Regions from separate parts of the Zea mays genome. Here region 1 is linked to region 2. The links are chromatin contacts, called in public Hi-C maps. All regions are on one chromosome and are shown on one strand. The core of a region is the stretch at or near the end of the contact, and the rest is flanking DNA. Distances in the headings are between cores, read along the strand shown.

Region 1 (5,800 bases), core at 988-3,487, 360 kb before region 2:
AAATAAAGGCAATGTTCGATGAAGTTAGTAGGTATTTGTACATTCAGCTTCAGGAAAAGTTGCATTTAGAAATAAAGGTACAACGAGGGCATTTGGATAATTCGTTTTCTTATTGGGCATGCAATTATATCAATACCTAGATCTTGAACATAGGCATCTATCACCGCTCGAGGTAGTAAACACGAGTACAATGGCTCATTCTTACAACGCTACACGATCATATTTGATATTTATAAAAATAAATTTAATATCAAAATAAACATATAATCTATATATCAGATATTAAACTGATAAAAATAAATATTATACTTTAACTTAGCTAGAATATCAAGAAAGATATGAGTTAAAAAAGCTCGACCCTTTTTTTATAGCTCGCTCGGTCGCTCATCTTTTTCCGCTAGCGATGTGGTATTATGTGAGAGCTTTATACTACGTGTGGCTTACATGTTGGGATTGAGTGGTTTCTCATGGTCCATCTATTGTGTAACGACCCATCTACAATATAACGATCCACTGTTAGACGAGAGGAGTTGTGAAATAGCACTTAAAGAAATCTATGTGTGGATAAAAAGTCTTTTGAGAGCATCTCCAATAAGATGACTCAAAATAGTGCCCTAAAAATCAAATACTATATTATTTAAAGTGTTTAGGGCAATAAAAACAAATTAAGCTTCAACAGTTAAGCACTAAATCATGTTTTTAAAAGTAAATTATGTTATTAGAAAAAATATATTAGGAATGATGTAGAAAACAAAGACATGACACTAGTCTAAGGTATAATATATTTATGGTACTTTATAGTTTGCCCTATATTTTTTTATAAAAAATTATAAAATCAGAATATATTTGTATGAGTTAAGACTTATATTTCAAGATATAACATTGATTTAAGACGCCATTAAAAATGCTCTCGGATTGTTAGTGGTAATATTCACATATAAATCGTTTTAACCGCATCTAATTTTTTGATCGCCTAACATAAACAAGAACACAAAAGGTCGTATTTTTTAAAAGAGTGCACCTGCCTATACAAATGAAAAAAATCTGCCATTTTACAACCACCTATTAGCTACAGTTAATGGATGAATAAGATGACAGAGAGGAAGCAGAGGAAGGAGATGAAAATGGGGAAATTTAGAGTAGTGTATATAGAGTTTTAGTTTTTCCATAACCCTCACAAGACCAGTCTCCTTATATATCATTGGTTACCACGCAGGGTACTGTATGCCGCGGTGACAGGTGGTCGTCCGGGCACCGACCCATGTGCTCTGAGCACGCCTGGCTTGTTGTAGCCATCGGCGCGTGGATCACGCGACCACTGGATCTCCATCTTTGACACCTTGGTGGCGACGTAGTCCAGGGACAAGCGTAGGGCATCGATCGTCGAGTCCACGCGCGGGCGCCAAGCCTCGACAGAGCGCACGGATGACTCCGGCGCCACCATCCGAGAGTTGGTGGCCGCCTCGATCTGGAGCAACTTCAAGTCGGTCTCGCTGTATGCAGCCGTTAGGTGAGCCTCCACATCGACGCACAGCAGTGGAGAAATCAGACATTGATCTGACCGATTCGGCGGCACGCTGTTCCAGCAACCTGACACGGGATTCCCATTTGGATCGATCGCCTGGAGACGTTTATCCAGCTCGAATAAGAGGGATCTGGTTTGCGACTCGAGCACTAGGATAAGGGTAGAATCTATCGAAGTAGAAGACATCATGGAAGAGGCCTAGGACGAACGAATCTGATACCACTTGTTAGCTACAGCTAATAGAGGAATAAGATGCCAGAGAGGGAGCAGAGGAACGAGAAGAAAATTGGGAAATTTAGAGTAATGTATTCATAGTTTCAGTTTTTCTATAACCCTCACAAGACCAGTCTCCTCCTTATATATACTGGTTAACACGCAGGGTAGCCACACACAACGATTAGAGCCACTCGGGTCCATGGACACCGATATTAACCCGGCGAGTACGCTGACCACGCCCGAACACCCGAACAGCTGCTGACCAGCATCTTGTGGTTGTGGTTCCTCGTGTGTGACACCTGTGGTAATACGGTTGTGCTGACACCACCCATTTTGCAATCACAATTAACTAATTCAGACCTGGGTAGACACTATTCCCTGTTTCATTTTCTGTCTTTTCTTTTTTTAGTTACTACTATTAATTTTCTCTCACCAGGACGAGCCTATAAAAACCGGCGAAATCCTTGGCTCTCCTCTCCTCACTTGGCCACCATAACCACAACCTCTTCTCCCCTGTTTCCTCTCGTGCGTTCTCCGCAGGAGCGAGGAGGGCTCGCGGCAGCGGCAGGGTCTCCGGGTACGTCGTGAATGAGAAGAGAAAGGGTTGGAGGAAATATTTCCGAATCTGTTTCCATTACGATTTTGGTGGCGTAGAATTTGGTTTCAAACGCGCAGTTATGCGCACACTAGATCAGATCCGACTTGTTCTGCGGCATTCCGATTGCTTGGCCCTTTTTTGCCGATTAGTTATCTACGTAAACCATGGTCGGCATAATGCGTTTTTGTTTATTGCCTTGGTCTCTGAATAAAGGTAGTTATTATTTGGTTCTTGGGTAATGGAGTGCCATTGAATGGTCCCTGCATAGCGTGGTATTGGTTCTGTAGATTTAGATGAATCACAGTGTCAAGAGAGACAAGATTCACCTGAATCCTCTGCTAAATCTGAAAAATAGAGATGATCCAAGGTCCTCTGCTGAAAATGCAGTTTTCTTGTTAATACCAAGCATTCTGCCGTTTCCTATTGAGATAGATATTCTGTTACTGATTTTTACCCTAGCTTGGTCTCCTCTCCTCCTAGTGTTTTTGTTCCAGAATCTGTAGCAAATGGCTGACGGCGAGGACATCCAGCCCCTTGTTTGTGACAATGGAACTGGCATGGTCAAGGTTTGTAGTTCTTGTTCACGCTGCTTCATGTTCAGTAACATTGTTCTGTTAATTTAATCACATCACAAACTACTGGCAGGCTGGTTTTGCTGGTGACGATGCGCCAAGGGCTGTTTTCCCAAGCATTGTTGGACGCCCACGTCACACTGGCGTGATGGTTGGCATGGGGCAGAAGGATGCGTATGTTGGCGATGAGGCTCAGTCCAAGAGGGGTATCCTGACTTTGAAGTACCCGATCGAACATGGCATTGTCAACAACTGGGATGATATGGAGAAGATCTGGCACCACACCTTCTATAACGAACTCCGTGTTGCGCCTGAAGAGCACCCTGTGCTGCTGACCGAAGCCCCACTCAACCCAAAGGCTAACAGGGAGAAGATGACCCAAATCATGTTTGAGACTTTCAATGTTCCTGCCATGTATGTCGCCATCCAGGCTGTGCTTTCCCTGTACGCCAGTGGACGTACAACTGGTAATGACTCGTTCACATGGCGACCAAATTTCATTAGGACTTACAAATTTTCCCATCTTAATTATGGGTTGCTGTTCATCATTCAGGTATTGTATTGGACTCTGGTGATGGTGTCAGCCACACAGTGCCAATCTATGAAGGTTATGCCCTTCCTCATGCCATCCTGCGCCTTGACCTTGCTGGGCGTGACCTGACTGACAGCCTGATGAAGATCCTCACTGAGAGAGGTTACTCCTTCACCACCTCTGCTGAACGCGAAATTGTAAGAGACATCAAGGAAAAGCTTGCATATGTGGCTCTTGAATACGACCAGGAGCTCGAGAATGCCAAGAGCAGCTCATCTGTGGAGAAGAGCTACGAGCTGCCTGATGGTCAGGTGATCACCATTGGGGCAGAGAGGTTCAGATGCCCTGAGGTCCTCTTCCAGCCTTCCTTCATTGGTATGGAAGCTCCTGGCATCCATGAGACCACCTACAACTCCATCATGAAGTGCGATGTCGACATCAGGAAGGACTTGTATGGTAACATTGTGCTCAGTGGTGGCACGACCATGTTCCCTGGTATTGCGGACCGTATGAGCAAGGAGATCACTGCCCTTGCGCCGAGCAGCATGAAAATCAAGGTGGTGGCACCGCCTGAGAGGAAATACAGTGTCTGGATAGGAGGATCCATCCTTGCCTCCCTGAGCACCTTCCAACAGGTTAAAAACTTACACCTTTTTTTTTATTTGCAGCTGCAATGGCAAATATTGCAACCTTTCAGTAGTTCCAGTATCTTCTTACTAAAAACATGCTCTGGTATTTATGCTACAGATGTGGATCTCAAAGGCTGAGTATGACGAGTCAGGACCTGGGATTGTTCATCGGAAGTGCTTCTAAGCTCTGGGTCCCCCTTCGGCTCCATTTTATTTATTCCTTGAGTGTTTTTCATATAAGCTACTATGTTTGGGATTGCATGCCTTTGAGCAGGCAATGTTGTTGAATTTATATTTTGGGATTTATATTTTGTGGCTCACTACAATGCATACATTGCTCCAGCTCCTTTCCATGCCAAATTTGTTGCTAGTGGTGAAAACATCAACCACAAAAAAGAGAGGATGGAAATTAATAAAGTACCTAGGATCATATTATAACTGTACTTGTCGAGTAACACTATTGGTTCTCTTTGTACATCCATCTCTGAGACATGCAATTCATTTGCGACGTGTTTGGTTTGATGTAGTGTAAGGGTATAGGACAGTTATCTGATAACGTTACATGTGTTTGTTATGAGTTCTATTGGAATCGGATACATTAGAATCGGATACCACAGTATAGAAAACTCAAACCCTCCAACCCTAGCCGGAATCAACGACCCGATTCACTCGCTCGGCGCCGCTCGAGCCTTCCTCCTCGGACGCCAGTGCCACGCCGCGCCGCCACCCAGCCTCCCTCCTCCTCGGACGCTAGCCGCCGGCGCCAAGTATTCGCCGCCGTCCAGGTAACAAATCCTGTTCTCTCCGAATCTCAAGTTTGCACAGAGTCCGTCTCACCGAATTCCCTAGAGTCCGTTTCTCCGTCTCTCCGGGTCTGGTGGCCACACCTCCGAAACCGGCTCCTTGTTCCTGTCGCCTGCCATCGGCGACAGATGCAACGAGACGCAGCGGGATGCTAGCTAGAGCGCGCGCCACCACTGTTTCCGTCCCGCTCAGGGCCGTGACTTGACTGAGCCTCAAGATTGCTGCTGCTGGAATCATTCACGGGCTTCGGTCTAGATGATGACTGATGAGCGACGACTGGGACTTGTGCGTGTTCGCCAGATCTAGCTAGCATCCCGTTGTCAGCCTGTTCCTAATCTAAACGGAGCAGCAATGGACAGCATTCTTGGACGACGACGTGGGGCACAGTGGGCAGCTCTGTCCATGTATTTATCTGACTGGAATAGCCAAAGCCAGCTCTGTCCATCAGCTCTGGATAGCTCTGCCATCAGCTCTGTCCATGTATTTATCCTCAAGAACTCATTTGATATTCAGATTTATCCTCAAATCTGAAACCGACTGCAGTGAGCAGCCATGTCGTCTGTTTAATTTATTTGATGTGCACAATGATATCCAGATTTATATGAAACTCATTTGTTGACCTCCAGATTTATTCTCAAGAACTCGACGAAGGAATATGGCATTTAGGGGTATCTTGAGTTCTCTCCTTGTCACGTACTATTATGTCTGGTTGCTCATGGGATTAGCATATAGAAGAAAATGTCTGAGAATAGAAAGAAGGTTAAGAAATAGAGAGCGTAGGATGGAGAATTTAAATGAACTCATTCGTGAGAGTGATAAAAAATGTATTAGTGAGCTTCGTATGGATAGAAGAACTTTATTTATTTTGTGTGAGATGCTTAGAGATGTTGGTGGGCTAAAGGCCACACGCAATATGACCATAGA
Region 2 (6,117 bases), core at 310-2,809:
TATGGAATTTTTTAGATACTGAAGTCACTCACCTACTCCCTTGGTCCCACAAAGAATACGATTGTAGGACCTGACATGGATACCAATTATGGATGTGAAATTGCAATAATACATTTGGAAAATCTCAATCCCATTCCAGACTCTTCGTCCTCAGAAGGTTCCCGACTGCGTCCCATAGCTACCTCATCATCCTTGCCCTGAGTACCACCGCTCGCTCGCTTGGATCCGATTCCAAGCTTCCTCGTCTTCAGGTGGTTTCTGGCTGCTTTGTGGCCCTTCCCATGCCGTGGTATCCCCACACGCGCCACCACCTTCTAGCATCCACACGCCTCTCCATCACGGCATCGAACTCCCTGCTCCTCCACGTTAGTGCAAGGAGAGGTGAATGATGGCTGCTGGAACAAGCACTCCACGTGACCACACACCACCACTCCTCTCCGAATGCTTGGATGGCATCCGCAGTAGGGGCTTGAGGGAGGTCGACGATGCTGCCAAGGGCCGTGGCCATGACTGGGGCAGGGAGCTTGGCATGGGCGGGCTCACAGCGCGTGAGGATAGAGTTTCTTCCCTGCGTCTTGGAGCAGGAAGTTCTCACCGGAATCTCAGGAAGATGTGGGAGAGCAGGTGCATCGTGTACACTGCACAGTTGGAGAATGGGGTGGTGAACGAGTGGACGAGATGCTTATGGTTCTGGGCGTCCGTTGAGGAGGTGTGCGGCTGATTTTTTAGCGGATCCACAAGCTGGTGATGACAGAATGCCTACGGTTGCACTTAATTTGGGACAAAATTTGAACCATACAATTGCTGGTTTTTTTTTGGGTCGGAGGGACTACTCTAGGGCTCAGTGTTATATCAAAATGGCATCTTTGAAGGCTAGGTGAACAAATGGTTCTCTTATATAAGTCAATAGTCAATACAGCTGATTTGGTGTGGATTCATGTTTGCCCTGTGTATATTAGTACATAAGTGTCCTGTTACCCCAATCAAGGCCTCTGTTTCAAAGGCGTAGTGTAGGTGTCCGGGCAGATCCAGCTCTCCTTGAGGGGGTCTTGTTACGCCTTGCGCTTAGGCGATAAGTGTACCCAGCTTGCCCTGGGGGGGGGTCGCCTTGTCGCCTATGAAGATCCTGGCTGAATTTGTTCTTTCTAAAATCTGATGCTTGATGCCTCGGGTGAGGAGCAGAACAGTACTCATACATATTTTTGTTTAGACAATTTCCCACTTTAGCATTGGGTTCCAGTTTGCTGCCAGTAAACCTGCTGCTGAAGTATGACAAGACTTCGCTAGCTGATCAGTACACTGCCAAGTCCAGCTACCATCGGTTCTTCACCCATACTATTTCCTTTCAGCCTTGCAGGCGTATTTGGAAGATCTGGGCGCCGTTGGAGACTTGGAGTGCAAGTTCTTTCTCTGGATGGCGGCACACGAGCGGTGCTGGACGTCAGGCCGCGTGGCTCACCATGGACTGCCTGTCTGCCCCCACCCTCCACGCTGCCCTTTATGTGACCAGGAGACGGGCGGGCCCCATTCAATTCAAGGGTATTAAAATGAATACCCATTATTTGTATAAAAAATAAATATATACATATATATAGTATATATATACATGGAAAATAGGAAATAAATCAAATAAATGAAGGAATATTTTTAACTTGGACCAAATATCTCCTTCCCGTCTCCCATACCTAACCAGCCCAATAGAATGTCGTGGCCCATGAGACTCAACAGAGCGACAAAGTCCACCTCAGTACCTCACGGGAAAAAAAATCCCCAAACCCTATTGTAGTCGCACCATGATAGAGCCACCATAGCGCTAACTGCCAAGTCGTGGTCGCGTCTTGCTGCCCTCGCGTGCCCGCATGGAGACACGAGCACCTCTGTCGCCCCACCGCGGCTTTGTGGTGCCACTAGGTGCCCATACCTGACTGGCTAACTGTCGCTGCGTCGCACTTGGCCTTGTTGTTGAGTCGCCCGTCATCCGAGGCTTCGATCCACCGCAGTCAGGGTGCCACCGCGTGCCAAGACAGACCCCTAGGGGGCAGGGTCCGTGCCAATGTCCAAGCCAACCCAGCCGGCAGCCACCTGACCCCGACCTCTCCTGCTTGGCTGCTTGCAGTACTGTGCTGCAGGTGGGGCATTAGCGATTGAAAGAGTCAAAGAGGCAAACAACCAGCTAGCAACTGAGCAACAACCAACATGTGCATTTTGATTTAAAACTTTTGAAAAAGTTGTATCGAATTTGAGTTTAGTAGACTAGCTATTGAATCAGTTATGACCATATCGTGTGTGCTTAATTATAGATTATATATATGCTGATAGACAAGTTTTAGGTCTTCCAAAAAAAGTTTCATCCTAAACTTTCCAATACCCACCCTCTAAATCCTGGGCCCGCCACTGCCAGGAGAATGAGACTATCAACCATGTCTTGATATCTTGCGTATTCTCACGCCAAGTTTGGTTTGTTGTGCTTCATCGTCTGGGACTTGATGTCCTTGTGCCATCACAAAATGACGACAAGTTCCAAGCATGGTGGCGACGAAGCACGTGGAGGGCACCCAAGGCAGCGAGGAAGGGTCTAAACACATTAGCCATCCTCGTTGCTTGGATGATCTTGACACATTGGAATTAATGCGAGTTTGATGACATCTCACCGTTGGAGGTGAATGGTGTTACATGAGGTGAACAACCCAGGTCACCTTTGGGCGATGGAAGGAGCCAAGGCTCTAGTCTCTCTTCTAGGACATTAGCTAGGCTATGCTGTTTGTATCTAATTTAGAGTGCGGATGTACAAGAAAACTAACCCAAGCTGTGGAATCGACATATATTTGGACTGTTTTGTCTACCTATTAATGAAACGAGACGCAACCTGTATTTTCGAGAAAAAAAGCTGCTGCACCACTAATTTGGGAAAAAATTCAATGACCTAGGTAAAATGGCTCCCTGCAACTTCAATTACAGCTCTGATTACTTAACTCGATGCAGTCCCTGCAACGTTTCCTTTTCATGCCATCAGGAAGTTTTGCTTGTCTGAATGGTCTCATTTGTATACCACTGCAAATTATCTCTAGAGAAATATGGTACTTAGTTAATTGTGTCATTGAAGTCCACATTTTCCTTCGATCTTAGTTGATCCTGCTAAAAATTTGAACTCTGGCTGTGATGCGTGGTTTCACACATATAAAAAAGGGAAATATGCATGAATTGGATTTTAAAGTTTAATCCTAAATTACTTTTCCAGGTGACACCGTGATATTGCTGTGAAGTTTTGTGGCACTTCCTGCATCCCTTATATGGTATTAACAAAAATTTTAATTGTCTGGGTGATCCATTTGAGCAAATGGAAGGCAACGATGTACCCCTTGGAAACATGTTGCAAGGGGTTCCCTATGAAAGTTTAGACTTACGTGGCAGCTCTATGCAAAATTATGCTCCAAACTCAGGAAAACATATCTTCAGCAGCTCCCAGATGCCAGGTACTTTCACAATGTCTATGACCAGGGCTACAGAGCCTGATGACTTTCCTGGGTTTCAGTTCAAAGAACAGGGAAAGAGTGATGACCACCACCACCAACACCATAGTCATCACTCAAAGAACTGCAAGAGTGATGGTGAGGAACATGTTGTGGCTGAAGATGCTACTGATACCCCAAGTGGCAAAGGCAAGAAGGGCTCTGCATGGCATCGGATGAAGTGGACAGATTCAATGGTAAAACTTTTGATAACAGCAGTGTCTTACACTGGAGATGATCATGGTGCTGATTCCGGCGGTGGCAGGAGGAACTTCACAATAATGCAGAAGAAGGGCAAATGGAAGGCGATATCGAAAGTTATGGGAGAGAGAGGCTGCCATGTGTCACCGCAACAGTGCGAGGACAAGTTCAATGACCTTAACAAGAGATACAAAAGGCTGACAGACATCCTTGGTAGGGGCACTGCATGCAATGTTGTGGCTAATCCAGCACTTCTTGATAGCATGACTCATCTTTCAGATAAGATGAAAGACGATGCAAAAAAGATACTTAGCTCAAAGCACCTATTTTATGAGGAGATGTGTTCCTACCACAACAACAACCGTGTAAATTTGCCTGAAGATCATGCACTTCAGCATTCACTACTGCTTGCCCTTAGATGTAAAGAGGAGCATGATCCTCAGAGGGATCCAAGTGGAGATGCTGATGAATACGATCAAAGTGCTGATTCTGATTATGAGGAGAATGACGACGATCAACATCCTGTGCATATAAACATGAGGGAGCCCTCAATGCACAAAAGGAAGCGCCACAGTGATGTGGCTTTGGTCACATCAAGTTCTCATGAAGGCAGTGAGAGGTCTGATCCCCATGCTGTCACAGTGGACATCAACAAGGCTTTCACAGATGCAACCAACATGGTTTTGTTGCAACAAGACTTGGCTTCACAAGCCATAGAGATTCAGAAACGTCGCTTGCAGATTGAAGCAAAGGAACTGGAACTCACAAAGCAACGTCTTAAGTGGGAGCGGTTCAGGAAGAAGAAGGACAGAGAGATAGAAAGGATTGCATTGGAGAATGAACATATGATGATTGAGAACAAACGCTTGGAGCTTGAGCTGAGACATAAGGAGTTAGAGCTAGAGCTGAAGCTGAAAGACAAGGGGAACCATCCGTAACTTTTGCTTGACCAACACTACAGTATGTAAGATGGTAAACAAGTAAGTGGGCTTTTGAACTCTCTTTACTATGGAAAGGCTTTATATTCATCATCTTGAGCAGCTATTTTTATTTGAACCTTTTCCATTTTGATTTACTTTTTCTGAACACAATTTTAATTTGCTAGATATGGAACTCTCTTGTTTGTGTTTTCTGTTAATATAGACATTTTTTATCCGTATATTTAAAAGTGTATCAATGTTTGTCGTTACAGGGAACCAAATACATTTGTGTCATGATTTTTAAGCCAGGCAATTCATAATACTTTTTCTCATATTTGCATATAAGAAAACCATTGCTTTAATCATCAACATGTGATTGGCTGCATTTACCGTATATATGCTAATTGCAGTCATATAAATGCTCTAGGAATAACAGACTATTTACAGTTACACGTAAAAGAATTGTGATATTCATCCGGATGCTATCGGGACTTCACAATGCTTGTGCATGATGTACTTGCTGGTTATTGGGGGAAGATCAGACATCTTTGCCGCTTTTGGCAACATCCATTATGATTTACACTTGAATTGGAAACTTTATGGTTCTTAAATTGGAAACTCTATGGTCCCCTGCGATGCTGGAACACTTGTAGGTGTGAGATATAATGTTATCTTTTATGTGAATCGTTTGGGAATCATGTAGCTAGGCTTTGCTACCCTTTTTCTTTCTGTTGGTTCCTTTACCAACTGTACATATTCCCTTTTTTTTCTTGAAAGCGTAGGAGAGCTACATGTCATATATATGAAGAAGAAAAATGTCTAAAATAGACCAATACAAAAAAAACAAAAAACAGAAAAACTGGAAAAACAGTGGCCAAAACCAGCTCATGGCGACCGAAAGCAACAAAACAAAAAAACATCCAACATTATAGCTAGGAGAGACTCAATCCCTGGTATAGGAGCCATAAGAAGGGCCAAACTCTTGGTCCGGGCTAGCTCCCAAAGCTCCTTTTCTTCTCCAGCCCTTCTGATAGCTGCATCTAGGTTTGGGGAAAGGCCGTCAAACACACAACTGTTTCTGTGGTTCCAAATAATCCAAAGCCCCAGAATAATTAAGGAGTTAAACCCTTTCTTGACAATTTCATGCAGCTGATCGCTGCAGCTTTTCCACCACTGCGTGGTGTTTCCCTCTCCCATTTGAGGAGTGAGGCCCTCAAGATTAACCTGTCCAAGCAGCCTGTACCAAAAACTCCTAGCGAAAACACAACCTACAAGCAGGTGGTCTATGGTTTCTGGTTCTTGGTCACACAACGGACAACAGTCAGGATGGTTGAGCCCCCTCTCTTGTAACCTATCTGTTGTCCAACATCTCCTCAAAGCTGTTAACCATAGAAAAAATTTACATTTAGGGGGTGCCCAGGAAAGCTAAATTCTGTCCCAATGTTTAAAATGGGTGGAACCAATAAAGAGGCCTTTGTAAGCAGCTT

What was found. Hi-C and Micro-C count contacts between places; a contact is called where the count stands out from the background.
Region 1: a contact with region 2 is called in a Hi-C map of ear, with 2.4 times the contacts expected there. The contact joins the promoter of LOC100304239 here to the promoter of LOC111590831 in region 2. A contact is called at or near these places in 2 of 25 Hi-C or Micro-C datasets (ear and tassel).

Annotation. Positions count from the first base shown.
Region 1 is chr2:144,235,068-144,240,867 of Zm-B73-REFERENCE-NAM-5.0, reverse strand. LOC100304239 reads left to right here and starts at 2,237. Exons shown (of 5, transcript NM_001165684.1): 1 at 2,237-2,318; 2 at 2,820-2,905; 3 at 2,985-3,378; 4 at 3,465-4,078; 5 at 4,191-4,632. The coding sequence starts at 2,846. The coding sequence ends at 4,256. It also overlaps the pseudogene LOC100273355.
Region 2 is chr2:143,876,474-143,882,590 of Zm-B73-REFERENCE-NAM-5.0, reverse strand. It overlaps LOC111590831, which reads right to left and starts at 1,559. Exons shown (of 2, transcript XM_023301651.2): 1 at 1,337-1,559. The coding sequence starts at 1,559. LOC100276786 reads left to right here. Exons shown (of 3, transcript NM_001150497.2): 2 at 3,239-4,690. The coding sequence starts at 3,338. The coding sequence ends at 4,648.